2 separate regions of the Danio rerio genome follow, and region 1 is linked to region 2. The links are chromatin contacts, called in public Hi-C maps. All regions are on one chromosome and are shown on one strand. Each heading gives the region's core, a stretch centred on a gene start, on an enhancer-like site or on the middle of the called end of the contact. The rest is flanking DNA. Distances are from core to core; before and after follow the strand shown. Region 1 holds the start of map2k2a (mitogen-activated protein kinase kinase 2a). Region 2 holds the start of hmg20b (high mobility group 20B).

Region 1 (3,448 bases), core at 634-3,133, 220 kb before region 2:
ACAGAGACTACATCTCTGAGTTAACTATTAATCTGAGAAACTTTCTTTTAATATGCCAGCAAGCGATTGTTGTAAATGTATCTGACAAGATTTCTTAGTATTTGAGTAGGCTGAAAGACTTTTAGTGGCTGAATAACTTAAAAAGTATGAGTTATTGCTTTATGCTTGGAACACAAAGCACGTATGAATGTAAGTGAGAAACCGCGTTTATCAGAAACCTTATTGTTTTGAAGCTTGCAAATCCCTTTTCGTCCCCATAAACTGGAAGCTGCGACCATTATTTTTCATATTGTGACGCAGTTCCGAGAGAAACATAATATTAAATGACACAAAAGTGGGTGTGGCTTGTTTTTTCTACTGTGAGCTAAATAGATGTAGTAGTGTAGGTGTTTCATTCAAAAATGGGGGAAAGTGTTCGAGGAGAGTTGTCACAACCTAAAAGATACCTCCTGTTCACCATTTCTGTTTGTTGTCAAAACTGACAGTTGGAGGAGGTGATTTAGTATGTTAGCCACTCCCATTTGCTAAGTTATACGTTATCTGATCATTTTATTTTTAGATTTCAATTAAACATTAGAAGAGCAAACTGTTTTTTTTTTCTTCTTCTTCTTAATGACCTGCACAGATGAATTGTTCACCACAAAACTGGCAATGTGAGATAACAAAATCATATCGTTAGTTTAGATTTTTTAGGGACTTTAATAATCATCACATCCCAACATGTTTGCAAGACTTCAAATTATTACAATGTGCATTTTGATACGCACTAAAAGACTAAAGCATTCATACACAAAACCTAAATACAATTATAGTATATTTAGTCATAATCGTAAGTATGATACACAATCAGGTTGTTTGTAAATTTTAACTACTTATGTACTGGTAAAACTGTAGATGACAGGGCATGCAGGCCCGTAGTCAGCCTGGTAATAAGAGTGCTTCTTTTTTCTCAAAAAGGGAACCTATTTGCAGTTATTCGCCTCATATTCTATTTAATTAAGAGGTTTAAATATTGTATTTCAAAGATGTTTTAAGCACTTTTTTTGTTTAAATAGCTTGTCAGATGGTCTTTTTGATGTTCCAAAAAACATTTCCTTAAGGATTTTGCAAAAAAAAAAAAACATACTCTCAAATACTAATTTATTACATGATTTATCATTAAGAAAAAAATAGAAATTGTTCATTGTTTAAATATATATATAACACTTTGGTCAGCACATTCAACTTTCCTCAGTTAAAATTTGGCCACTTGATTAAAAAAGTAAACAAATAAAAAAGGATAATAAAGAGCTTCACAATATTTTTAGATTTTTCAATAAAAAATATAAAAAAGTTCAATAAAAAAATACGGATAACAATAGCCTGATTAGCATTAAAATTAACTTATTAACTTTAGTGCTTCACACCTTTCATTTATACTTTTTGTTTCATGAATAAAGTCCAAGATTTAGAATAAAAGTAACTCTATTTAGCAATAATACAGTAGGTCAGCAGTGAAAGATGACCACTTACCTCAGATTGTATGTTTTCTTGCACAGATGAAAAATAATTGTTAGCAGTGGCCTAAACTGATTAGCTGAAGTCAGGACAGTCAACAGAGGATTCCAATTGGAAGCCTTCTTCGATGTGTTATTTTCACAATGTATGATGGAATAGCAGTGGAAATGAGTTTATGTATGGGACAAATTCTGGACCATTGTCGGTAGGGGGGGGGGGGGGGGGGGTCTTTCAAACCACCTAAACGTGCCCTGGCTACGAGCCTCAGGAACGTCAATCCTCGCGTTTCTGACATTGGTTATTGGTTAAAACTTTTTATAACGTATTTTATGCTCACCAGCAGATGTCGTTCTTTCTCATATAATGACTGTTTTTCTCAAATCTCGCGATGACGCAAGTTCTCTGGCGGCAGTTCTCGCGAGATCGAGCAAACGCTTCCTCTTGGTTGGATAGCGGCTTCCTGGCCGGACTTTTTCCCCCTCCTTTTTTCTTGGGGGAAATTTCAACTTCTGTTTTCGCGGCTCCTCCGAGCCAAACTATTTCGGACAGCGTTTCTCGCCCGGTCCTGAGGCTGTGAACGATAGGCCTAACTTGTCTTTTGCCGCCTTTTGTCTGTGGGAGCGCTCGCGAGTCAGAGGCCGTGCCGGAGAGACATTCCAGCGATGCACGCGCTTAAATAAACTGCATTTCCTGCACTTTTACCTCTGAGCCACTCGCTTTTTCATTTGACACTTTAATTTCACCTGGAGCAGCTTTTGAGAGCATGGTTGGGTGTTGAAATTTGGGGCTTGCTAATCTCAGAAACTTCCACTACAAGGGTTTGTGTATCAGTTTGAAGTATTGGATGTCAGTAGAGACAACCTGGTTGCTTTCTTTGAAATTGATAACTTTGCAAGTATGGCACCAAAAAGAAGACCAGTCCCCTTGATTATAACCCCCACTGGAGAGGGACAGTCAACCAACATTGATGCAGCAGCAGAGTAAGTATTTATTTAGCTATATCAGTCCCTTTATGTACCTGCACACGTCTCACCTGGTCGTCTTTTTGTCTTTAGGGCCAACCTGGAGGCCTTGCAGAGGAAGTTAGGTGAGCTGGATTTGGATGAACAGCAGAGGAAGCGCCTCGAAGCTTTCCTCACCCAGAAAGCCCAGGTGGGCGAGCTCAAGGATGAAGATTTCGAACCCATATGTGAACTTGGCGCTGGTAATGGTGGAGTGGTTCATAAAGTCCGTCACAAACCCTCGAGACTGGTTATGGCCAGGAAGGTAAGCGATAAAGGATCTTATGCACCTGCTTAGGGCTAGGCAATTTGGCAAAATTCATATCATGATCAAATCTCATGTTTTGATAACAACATGCATTATAATATACTACAGTTTCTGTAAATCCAATCAGTTAATAGTTTATACACAACATATATTGACCACACTTAAAGAATTATTTCTTTAAAAGATTATACACGTTTGTAAAGTGCTTACTCTTTTATATGTGATCAAATGTTTGAAATAAAATGTAGAAATATTATTAAGATATAAAGCACTTTTCAAAAACTAATGATTACAAGTCCAACATGAGAATAAATAGAGTAAAATAAAATGCCAAATGTAAACCTTGTACTTTCAAGATTGCAAATTTTTTTAAAGATGCTGTTATTCATGTTTCTGTCAACATTTTCATAATGGCATGTTAGATTGAGCTCGTATAAATTATTTAATAAAAAGTGTCACCGGCTAGGGCTGTGCGATTAAATTGAATCGCAATTTTAAATGTTGAGATCAGTTAACTGCAAGTAGGCATGGGGCGATAACTGTTTTTAAGGTATACCGCGGTTTAAGTTTTTAAAACCGCCAACATTTTCTGCTATACCGTTCCTAAGGTATGTGTACGTTTTTTTTTTGTTTGTTTTGTTAAACATTTTTTAGGACAACAATGCTGCTTATATTGTAATGA
Region 2 (3,650 bases), core at 24-2,523:
CGTCATTCACCCCTAAATTAATATATAAATATGTAATTATATATGAATATGACAGGACCACTGCGTCATGTACATTGTACAATGAGGACCAACATCTCCAGGTTCTCTGAAAACCTGACCAAAAATGTTATGTGCACTTTTGTCTAGTTTTGAAAACAAAGCAGCAACTATTTTAATTATGCTAAAACAGCTCGGCTGGAATACTGGCAAAAATAGTTTTTATTTTTAGATTTGTTTTACTTTGTAAAATGGTTCTACTCTGTTTTAGCTGACAGTGTGTTCATTAATAAATAATATTTAAAGAGAAAAAAATAAGGTGTAGTATCAATTTAGTATGGGTTTCAAGATATTTAATTTAGATATCGTATTAAAGTCAAACTTTTGGTATCATGCAACACTATACGTGATATAAAGACAACAGTAAAATATTGAATTACACATGGTTTTAATTATTTTTATTTTTTATGTGAGCAGAGAATGCTGTCATTTTGCAAAATGTAAGCACACTACTGTGCGGTAAATGTGGCCTAAAACTATACATAAATGCAGTACCTAATGAAATATAAACATTATAATTACCAAAAAATAATGTCAACTCAAATGAAATAATATTAAAAATCCTATTTCAGCAAGTTGCCCATGCAAAATTTCTCTTCTTTTGGTTTGACCCATACTAAAATAACTAATTGACATTTAAAGATAATTTAATAAATAAAGTTAACTTATTATACTAAAATTATCATAACAAATCTACAATGTTGCATAGAAAAAATATTAAAAACAAATAATATTTAAAAGAAATATCAGGTAACTTATATCAAATAATAATGTTGGCTGTAACGTTACCGCTGCAAAACGCTGTCTAGATATGAAAACACGGACAATACATAAATCGACCGTTTATTAAAGGGTTTTGTCCTCATAAAAGATGTAGAAAATTACGAATTTAAACGCACGCATGCACGGAGCTTTTGGTGCATTAATGTTTATAAAAACTTCACTCTGCATTCCCCGGTTATTATGATTAGCTAAAGTAGCATAGTTGGCTAACTAGCCTCCGTTGAACCTCAGAATACTTGCATTTATCGCGTCTTAATTTCGACAGTCTATTAATATTAATTTGCGATTATATATTTACATTTATATACAGCTCGTGCTTCTAATACACAAAATGTACACTTACCTAAATTGGTGCTTGTTTTGTTTTAAGTCAGACGCTAGCTTAGGGACAAATGTTGGTTTGATTGACAGATCCTTGGTGAGTTTGATTGGTTTGTGGGTTTGGTAGGCGGAGCGAATGGGAACTCGCTTCATCTGCATTGCGCATGACTGGAAATGGGTTGTTACTAAAGAGTTTTTCTGAGGATATTGCAGGAAACATATATAAATACTATGAATCAATAGCTACTATATTAAAGTTTTATAAGCACTATTTATTTTTTCCCCATCAAACTTATATCAACCATATTAAAATGGAATACATCATTAAAATGAAATACATGAATTTGATGTAGAAACATCTGATAGTGATACATTAAAATTTTTCCCAAGACAACAACTCATGTAATGTAAAACGTTATTGTGTTGTTTCCAGTTGGTGTGATTCATTTCTGTTATAAAACGACATAAACTATAAAGTTTGCTTAACTTCAAAGTAAAAAAAAAAAAAAAGGAAAATGAAACAACGGAGGGTGCGGAAAATATATGATTATATAGACATAAAAGGAAAATATAAAATTGTATTAAAAATCAAAACAAGCATCGCTTTGATGCTTGAAAATACATCTGTTAGTTTTTTTAACCCATGTTATTGTAAGTGTATTAAAGTCTAACATTTCCAGTTATTTTACTTATTTTTCAATTTTTCGCTTTAAAGTTAAACTCGTTTTCTGAGGATTTCATTTTTGTCGCAGACTATAGAATTATGTACAATTGGTCAGCAATTATGAAGTAAATATATATAAATACTGTGGACCAATAGCTACAGTTCCAAGTCAGAAATATTAGCCCCCTTTTAATTATTTCTGATGTTAAACAGAGCTAAGGAAATGTTCACAGTATGTCTAAAAATATTCTTTCAACTGGAGAAAGTCTTATTTGTTTTAATTCGGCCAGAATAAAAGCAGTTTTTAATTCTTTTAAAACCATTTTAGGGTCAGTATTATTAGCCCCTTTACGCTATATATATTTTTGAGAGTCTACAGAACAAACCATCACTATAGAATAACTTGCCTAATTACCCTAACCTGCCTAGTTAACCTAATTAACATAGTTAAGCCTTTAAATGTCACTTTAAGCTGTATATAAGAGTCTTGAAAAATATTTAGTCAAATATTATTTACTGTCATTATGGCAAAGATAAAATAAATCACTTATTGGAAGTTATTAAAACTATGATGATTAACTATCAAAAATCTTCCCTCTGTTAAACAGAAATTAGAGAGAAAAAAATAAACAGGGGACTAATAATTCAGGGAGGCTAATAATTCTGACTTTTCTTCTAACAATTCTTAAAAGCTCAATTTATGTTTTCCCATCAGTTATTTTAACAATATTAAAGTTAAATACATGATAATCTGTCATTTACAGCTTTTTCATGATGCCATTTTTAATGTAGAAATCATTTTATGTGGTACATTTACATTTTTTTCCCAAGATACAAATTCCTGTAACGTAAATGATTGTTAGTTTATTTTTGCTGCAGACTATAGGATTATTTACAATTGGTCAGCAATTATGCAGTAAACATGTATAAATACTATGAATCAATAGCTATATTAAAGTCTTTCAAGCTCAATTTATGTTTTCCCATCAAAGTTATTTCAACCATATTAAAGTTAAATACATGATATTCGGTAATTTGCAGCATTTTCAAGATGCCACTTTTAATGTAGAAATCATTTTATGTGATACATTTACATATTTTTTCCAAGACACTAACTCCAGCAATGTAAATAAACGTTAGTGTGTTGTTTCCAGAAAGTGTGGTTTATTTCTGTTATAATAACTGCATAAACTATAAAATCTGCTTAACTTCGTGGTAAACTTTTAGTAAAAAGAATGAATAATGGGATAAAAAAAATGGAAAATGAAATAACGAAGGGTGCGAAAAATATACGATTCAGAGTTTATACAGAAATCAGAGCGTGAAATTCAATACCTTTTAAGGCCTTTATAAGACTCTTTACATAATTTTTAAAACTTATAACCACTTTTCAACCAAAAACACTGGTGAGATTTTAACTTACAGTATATTTACTAAATATTAATGTAAGAAACTAATCCAAAACTAAAACATTATGCATGACACTGAATAAAAATCTATTAAATCTAGCTAATTCAGCAGGTTGGCACCTATAGAACCTATAGTAGGATTTTTGATTTGATAAACTACACAGCATCCTGATATTTGCAGATTAAATTTAGACAAACTTTAGCATACAAAAACGCACTGCATAATAAAAAAATTATTTACATTTATTACCTTGATTTAAGGCTTTACTTTCTAAGGCGCTTACATTTTTCTACATTGATTTTTTAACTTTTAATATATTTACAGCCAGTGACTGTGTAGAGATAAAATGAAATTATGAAATGTAATTTTTACCCATGTTATTGTAAGTGTATTAAAGTCTAACATTTCCAGTTAT

The links. A called contact is a pair of places that touch in the nucleus more often than the background predicts.
Region 1: a Hi-C map of hematopoietic stem cells shows a contact between it and region 2, with 2.8 times the contacts expected there. The contact joins the promoter of map2k2a here to the promoter of hmg20b in region 2. A contact is called at or near these places in 3 of 18 Hi-C or Micro-C datasets (embryo, hematopoietic stem cells and an unstated tissue).

Annotation. Positions count from the first base shown.
Region 1 is chr22:20,252,886-20,256,333 of GRCz12tu, reverse strand. It overlaps map2k2a (mitogen-activated protein kinase kinase 2a), which reads left to right and starts at 1,883. Exons shown (of 11, transcript NM_001037391.2): 1 at 1,883-2,477; 2 at 2,553-2,763. The coding sequence starts at 2,395.
Region 2 is chr22:20,028,085-20,031,734 of GRCz12tu, reverse strand. hmg20b (high mobility group 20B) reads right to left here and starts at 1,273. Exons shown (of 9, transcript NM_001020551.2): 1 at 1,184-1,273.